2 separate regions of the Bombyx mori genome follow, and region 2 is linked to region 1. The links are chromatin contacts, called in public Hi-C maps. All regions are on one chromosome and are shown on one strand. The core of a region is the stretch at or near the end of the contact, and the rest is flanking DNA. Distances in the headings are between cores, read along the strand shown.

The links. A called contact is a pair of places that touch in the nucleus more often than the background predicts.
Region 2: a Hi-C map of whole pupa shows a contact between it and region 1, with 1.8 times the contacts expected there. The contact joins the promoter of LOC110385201 here to the enhancer-like site in region 1. A contact is called at or near these places in 2 of 7 Hi-C or Micro-C datasets (both in whole pupa).

The regions. Positions count from the first base shown.
Region 1 is chr5:1,632,874-1,637,012 of ASM3026992v2, reverse strand. All of the region lies in intron 3 of LOC101744937 (rho GTPase-activating protein conundrum), which reads left to right. Among protein-coding and RNA genes, the nearest start is that of LOC134198975, 5.1 kb to the right of the region's middle. Within about 2 kb of position 2,417, at least 5 of the 8 cell types and tissues checked have open chromatin away from gene starts, as enhancers often do.
Region 2 is chr5:1,729,252-1,732,968 of ASM3026992v2, reverse strand. It overlaps LOC110385201, which reads left to right and starts at 1,431. Exons shown (of 5, transcript XM_062668532.1): 1 at 1,431-1,601. LOC101744937 (rho GTPase-activating protein conundrum) reads left to right here and starts at 1,328. Exons shown (of 13, transcript XM_012690418.4): 1 at 1,328-1,453. The coding sequence starts at 1,424. LOC101741911 (a long non-coding RNA gene) reads right to left here and starts at 1,396. Exons shown (of 2, transcript XR_209754.4): 1 at 1,255-1,396; 2 at 831-1,138.

The DNA.
Region 1 (4,139 bases), core at 1,168-3,667:
CGTTGTCAGTAACTGTTATGGGGCAATTCTTGTTCTTCTCCATCGTTACTCACTGCTGAGGATCGTGAACACATGTGACATTCCTCCACAGTGTTCGATCATTTATGGCACGGACCACATGATATTTAAAGACCATCGCCAACCACTTTCTTATAACATAACCGAATACCATTGTCCTTTTTTTATTGCTTAGATGGGTGGACGAGCTCACAGCCCACCTGGTGTTAAGTGGTCACTGGAGCCCATAGACATCTACAACGCAATGGCGCCATCCACCTTGAGATATAAGTTCTAAGATCTCACTATAGTTACAACGGCTGCCCCACCCTTCAAATCGAAACGCACTACTACTCGCGCGGACTCACAAGGGGTCCTACCACCAGTAAAGTAGCTTCTCTGATTCTTCAGAGTGAAACGAGTCCTTCAATAAAATTGAATGTGGGTGGCGGATCCCTACATTACAACAACTGTAAAATAATACTTTTGTAATTGTATTTAGTTTTTTAATGCACGCAATGTACTCCAAATTTGTTATATAATGCTCAGGTCAATAACCTCACGATCTTATACATCACAGATTGCGGGTGTCGTAAAATATACCATCAGTAATAAAAAGTCCTTCAAAGGTAGTCGTTATTCTAAAATGCATAAAGTTTATTCTTGCAAATTGAGCGTCAGCATTCTTGATGTGATGTTGCTTGCGTGATTGATCACGCGCTTTTTTTTACCCATAAATATATATTCGATGAATATCGACGTGATTGCGTTATTTTTCAGTTTTTGACTATAAATACTGCTTACAAGTATGTGAAGAAGAAGGTATCTAATTTATTCTTCTCAGTAACAGCTTTCTGAGAGAATTATTGTTTTTTAAAACGGTCTAAAACGGTCTAACCGGTCTAAAATATGATTTCAAATATTTTTCATTCATAATTAAAATCGGGAGAGTTCGTATGACACAATGCGCGTTTAAAAATATGTTGATGACAAAAAAAAACATGCGAAGGAACGAAAATAGTCTGTCTAGACGCGATGCATTTCTGAAACGACGTAATTTCCGGTGCAGAGGTGTAAGTTCTTCCAACAAACAGCCACAGAGCACCTCACATTGATCTGTAGGTTTAAAATTCTATTAAAGACAAATAAAATTTGTATTTCTATTTCAGAAACCTTGAGGAGCATTAACAAAGACAACATCAGTAACCGTAAATTATTTAAAATCGCATTTTTTCTGTTTACCAACCACGGAAACACCGAAACGGTTTTTCCAAAGAAATAATTTCGAATGATTCTATAAATACGTGACCATAATAAAGGCGGGAGCGTCGCGCCGCCCGCCCAGTGCAGTCCGACGCGCGACGCGGCACGACGTTTGAATAGAAACGTCATCGCGACGTGACGTTACACCGCTGTCACGCTGTCATTATTGATGTCTGTCAACGTCATCGTTTGACGGGACGAATACGTAATGCAGCTATTTCTGTGTCCAGAAACTTGCGTCTTTTTAACAGTCAATAACAGTATTAAAAATAAATCGCGGATGTGTACAATAATATCCTAAGCACAGTAAACAGTGAAAGATGAGAGTAGCATTAGTTAATATTAACATTAGTTCGGACCCATATTTATTATACATATCATACAAATGTTAACAGGTTTTGTGTCAGTGTTGATGTTATTGGGATCGTTTGATAAAAGAAAATGCATCAATTTGGGAGCATGAAAAGCATTCAGCACAATATTGTTTACATCACAAATACATTTAAGAGATTTTGAATTAAGGACTTTTCAAATTATTATAAAAACATTGTATAATATTTATAAAATTTATTGGAAATAGGGCAGTTTTTTTTAATTAGCTAGGTGTACTTTCTCCTTTTTTATACTAGGTAGCGTCTCGATTGTGGAATATGTGTTTACTAAACATTAAAACTATCGATGGCATATCATAAGATCATACTTAGACTTGTCTACCCTTTGCCAAAAATTGCCTAAAAAAATAATTAGGAGAACTAAAGAAAAACACGCCAAATATCTCCGACTGCCTTATCCGACTGTTGCACTATGGTAATGATGAATGTAAATGATTCTCGTATCAAACACGTGGCCATTAGGACGTAACCCACTGACTTCCTTCTTCAGTTCTTGGCAGGCATCATCGAAACAGACCGCGCATTGTATTTCTTGTATTTCAGTCACGTTTGTAAGTAGCATTATACGGTCTTCGTGTCAATTTTTTAGACCGCGGATCTTCTTTGAACGTATAGCGACAGATTGCGTAAGAAGTTTGAATCAGCATTTATCAGATGTCGGATCATAAATTTATCGATAATCAGTGAACATTTGACGTCGCATAGCCTATGACTAAAGGAATATCGAGAGGGAGAGAAATGCATTACTCATAAAACTTATCGTAATTTCGCGTAGTTTGAGTCATCGAGTGCAGAGATCACGTATACAATTATATGATGTTACCAGCGTCTGCAGTAACGATAAATATATCGAGATGTGAAAGGCTATTTGTTTTAAGCAACACTTTTGCAATTTACAGGCATTTAAAGTTTAAATTTTGAAAAAAAAAAATTATAACAATTTTTTTTTTTCAGCTAATTGAATGGGGTAAATTTAATGGAAGTTCAATTAAAAACATCGCATTGTTGATGCTAATACCAAATAAAACGGACCTTTAATTACAAATATTACTGGTGGTAGGACCACTTGTGAGTCCGCGCGGATAGGTACCACCGCCCCGCCTATTTCTGCCGTGAAGCAGTAATGCGTTTCGATTTGAAGGGTGAGGCAGCCGTTGTAACTATACTGAGACTTTAGAACTTGTATCTCAAGGTGGGTGGCGCATTTACGTTGTAGATGTTTATGGGCTCCAGTAACCACTTAACACCAGGTGGGCTGTGAGCTCGTCCACCCATCTAAGCAATAAAAAAAAATATATGTCAATGTCGCGCCACCCACCTTGACATATAAGTTCTAAGATCTCAGTATAGTTACAACGGCTGCCCCACCCTTCAAACCGAAACGCATTACTGCTTCACGGCAGAAATAGACAGGGCGGTGGTACCCACCCGCGCGGACTCACAAGAGGTCCTACCACCAGTGTCGCTTTCCCAATACCAATGCGTGCTAGCGCCAAAAGCAATTTACATTTTATAATTCCTTCAAAAAAGAACCGACTGCTAATGTATCCCATATTGGGAGTTCGTCTAACGGTAGCACATAGCCTAAATAGTTATAATTGTATGCATTTATAACCGCGTTTGAAGTGTTTATGAATGCAGTACGTAACATAAAGCAAGGCGTGTGTTTTAAAAAACAAAATGGCGTCACATACAAAAATGTCGGAGTATTTTTTATCACATCCGTATATTGGTGTACTGGTAATTGAACTTATAAAATAAAATATAAAAAACCCGAACTTGTCAAAACTATATCGAGGGGTGAAACGCGACATTTCGCTTAATATTGTGGATGTCTATGGGCTCCAGTAACCACTCAACACCAGGTGGGCTGTGAGCTCGTCCATCCATCTCAGCAATAAATAAATAAAACCGAGAAATTTGATAATTGTAACGTGGAAAGAAAAAAAAACATAAAGCTTTAATGATAATTTAAATAATTATACACACTAATACTTGTCATACATTTCTCAATCATTTTTACCGCAGAAAGAACCTTGTCTTGAGATAGTATTCTCATTCGACATTTCGTTATAATTTTCTTAATATTTTCTGAGTGACTAACTATTTGTTTCGTCTTTTGAAACAAATGCTAATCGATGGTACGCATGCAGATACGGACTTTCATTCAGAATAAATTGGCTATTCACATGGAGTAGACCTTGAGTGTGGTTTCGTTGGCCTCAAAGGCCACTTTAACATGACCTTATCTCACAATTTAGTTGTATCCCACAATTCCACCTGCCTTAAATTCGGAAACGGTGTTACTGAAACGGGAGCTTACCCTTTACATTGGTTGTCGAGTTGATTGTACATCTCTGGCTCTCATTCTCGCGGCGATCATATATTAAATATCAATATATTTGATAGAATTGTAAACTTTTCAACAAAATAATAATAATATGAAATTGGATGCTGCAGTTTTTGCGTGATATATATTGCGTGATA
Region 2 (3,717 bases), core at 182-2,681, 97 kb before region 1:
ATGATATACCAATCAACGATTAGTAGGCATCATTTTGTATATCATTGGTATATCAACGAATACAATTTGAACGAAGATTTCTATGTTACTAATACATTCAACTGTTCCGCTTATGTATTCCCATAATTCCGTTATTTATTTATTTATTTATTCGAAACTGTATACCAACATTAATAAGCGATCTTTGCGTAATGTTGGTACCGAGATCCTTAAGGCGGCTCGCTTTGAGATAAAATCAAAGCATAGCGGTAACCGGCTGAAGTTGTTAGCGGTTACATTGATTAACTGGTATTTCTCAGTAATTGAACGATCTTGTTAAGCTGTTTTCGAGCCATGTTACGATAAACAATATGGTTTTATTAATAGTCAAATAAATGTGATTATAACAATAATTTTCACGGATCTCTCATCATGGGGTTTTGGAACACACGTAATGATCGGGTATTCATAAAAAGTGAAAATCGCGGTAAGAACTTATATACATATAGTGTATAAAGTGTAGTGTATAGATTAAGATTCAACGATTCTTTATAAGTATAATAATTATCTCAGCAGGCAGCAGCGTCAGCACACTCATCGAAGGTTATGATTTTCATCGAAATGCAAGTTAACCCACAGACAGTCCAGACACTGAGTTTCTCTCCGAATTCTCTCAGTGGATCGTGGTTCTGATTTGGGGTAGATTCAGCGAAGCGCTGCTCTTCTTACTAGGGCTGATGTTATCATAGTGTCAGGCTGAGACCCGTAAGCTCGCCTACATACCCGATGAAGTCAGGATATCCCCTCGAGGCTATTAGGCAGTGGGTAGGAAAAAAGAAAAAATTCTGCCATACTTGTTTGTTGGTTTATTTATTTTTTGTAAAATGGAAACAGAGAAAGCTTTATTGTACACCAAAACACAATTAACATTCAAAATCAGTCAACAGGCAGGTACCTATAATTGTACAATGGGCGTTCTTATAGCTAAAAGCGATCTCTTTCGTTTTATCCACAAAAATTCTGAAAACTGAGTATTGGCTAAATTGAATGGAACGTAATTTTATAACAAATACAATGCTTTTTCATTATTACAATAATATGTGTAATTACGATAAACTTGAATCTAATTGACTTGATTGCATAGGGCGTCGACCTGAAACTTAAAATAAAAACGAACAAGTTGCAAAATAAAATACAAGAATACGTGTATTTTAAAAGTATCACCTTATTTTGCTTATAAAAATAACATTGTAAATAATACAAGTAGGTACTTACTTGGTTCACACTGCGCCATCTCGAATACATTATCTTCTTTATCAATGGAGGTACGTTTCATCTCGAATGTTTATCTGTTTTTATTTAGTTTATTGTTTGTGTCAGTTGGAAAATTGTCACTTTTAAATAATATAGTTGTGCGATTTGTTGTTTTTGTTGTGTTTTTCAAATGTTGCAGTGTGAAATCGATTCTTATAAGGTATCAATCAAATAACGTATTTTGAATGTTGTTTTTGTTTGTCTTTTTGAAAGTTGTGACTTATGTGTGTGGTCTGACTTTTAAAATAGAGGGCCTTCTTCTATCATATAATAGACAGGGCAACGATTACAGAAAACGAAGAAAGAAGGTAACGTAGTGCTGCCTATTTCTAACTGCATAGCACCACAATCCATGCAATTTACAGATTTACACTTGCATGTCAAGCCTCAGATTTATTTATGTATTCTGTTTTCTCTTTTATTTTGATGACATTGAAGCTTGTCAATGTCAAATAGATATCCTAGACATCAGAAGAGGAAATGGTGTTCAACTGATATTTGTTTTTATCATAGATTTTTTTTATGTCACTAGACTAAATCTAATGGCCTATAGTGACATATTATTGGAATTATAAAGCGAGTAATGGCTAAGCCTTTATTCGAGGATTTTTAATTATGCCTAATAATTTATCTTATTGATATTTTGTACTTGAGACGTTAATATTATGTCGACGCTAGTAGACAGCGGCACTGAAGCTTCAGTTGACCATGGGCTTCGGTGACCGTTTAAAAGCAGGTGACTCGTGTCTTCGCGTCTCTCATTCGGGAACAATAAAAGAGGTTAACGATAAAGGTAGAAGTTTAGTGACTTATCCCTACTCGCAGCTTTCAACAGGCAAAAACTTACATGCATACACCCAATGTTGTTTGTGGACATCCTTAAAGGTCAAAGGTATTTTACATAACAAGCATTAGAGGACAATAATATATGTTTTATGGTAAATCTGCTATTGACATGAATAACAGAACGTGTAAATAATCTCAGTTCACTATTTTAACTTGAAAACCGGTTTCGTCAGATTTATGGCGTGTCTTTCATCTTTGCAATAATTTAACATCCATTTGTATTTGAATTATAACGTTACTAGGGACCCGCCCTCGCTTCGCTTCGGAAAATCTAATTTATTATTGATTTCTCCACTATTTAATGGATGTTATTATACATATAAACCTTCATCTTCAATCACTCTATCTATTAAAAAAAAACCGCATTAAATCCTGTTGCGTAGTTTTAAAGATTTAAGCATACATAGGGATATAGGGACAGAGAAAACGACTTTAATCTTCAATTTTAAATAATTATCCGCTATAAACTATGCTGATATAGAAACTTCATTGGATTTTTTGGAAATTCGAGGAGTTTCACGTCTTTATTCCACTTGTGCACTTTCTTACTCACACATTATATGGTAAACATTCGCAATTACAACGAAATCTAAAGAAACACTTGTAATCGATAATTATGGTCAATCTCACTTCAGATATTCCATTCGATATGTTATTTTTGTTCTTTATTTCTTGTCTCGAAATCCCTAATACCAGGGTTGTGAGTTTTTCAGTTCATCTCTATTTACCAAACATGGTTAGTGGTAACTGTTCACCAACAGGCTATTGTCAGCTCGCCACAATATTATCTTAATCTTAATCAATATAATATTATCACAATATTATATATAGTATTATCGATCACAATTACAAAATACACAAATCGAAACTTGCTCTTGGCAACTCTAGTAGTGACGCATCTCTAATATAGAAGATGCGTGTCTATGCATTATTATAGTCTATGGTCCGTGTCCTAGTAAGGTAAACACGTGTGGTCTCCTACAAGGTTGGGTCCTATAATAATATACAATGAGCAATGGAATTTTGTTTGTTTTGGTCTCAATTTACCCACCTGTTTATTCATAATTTGTTTATTCACAATGAACTTTGTTGTTGTAATTAACTTAGTTTTTATTTAATTTCATATAGCGTGTAAACGATTCTTTAGGTTATTCTATGTAAATTAAAAAAATTGTACCTTTTGAAGACTCACCCCTAGTAAAAATTATTTAAATTTGATTATTTATTGGTGTCGTCACGTGGTGGAGTCAAGCAAGAGGTCATTTTTACTTTAAGCCAAAATTGTTTTTTTTTAATCGAATAATTTGGCGGACAACCACAGACAATCATAGACAGGCCAAGACCTTCGTTCTTAAAACAAAAAATAAATTGAACAGTATTGCATCAACACAATTGTTAGAAGTTAAAATGTGATGCTCTGATTAAAATGAAAAATGGTATATTACTGCACTGTATATTTCTCGTTTGAGTGTGGAGATGGTTTATTTTTTTTATTCTTGTGAAACTGTTCTGATTCTTAGTTTCTTACGTATACTTCCTCTTTTAATTCTGATTAACTCGTACGTGGCGTACGTGAAC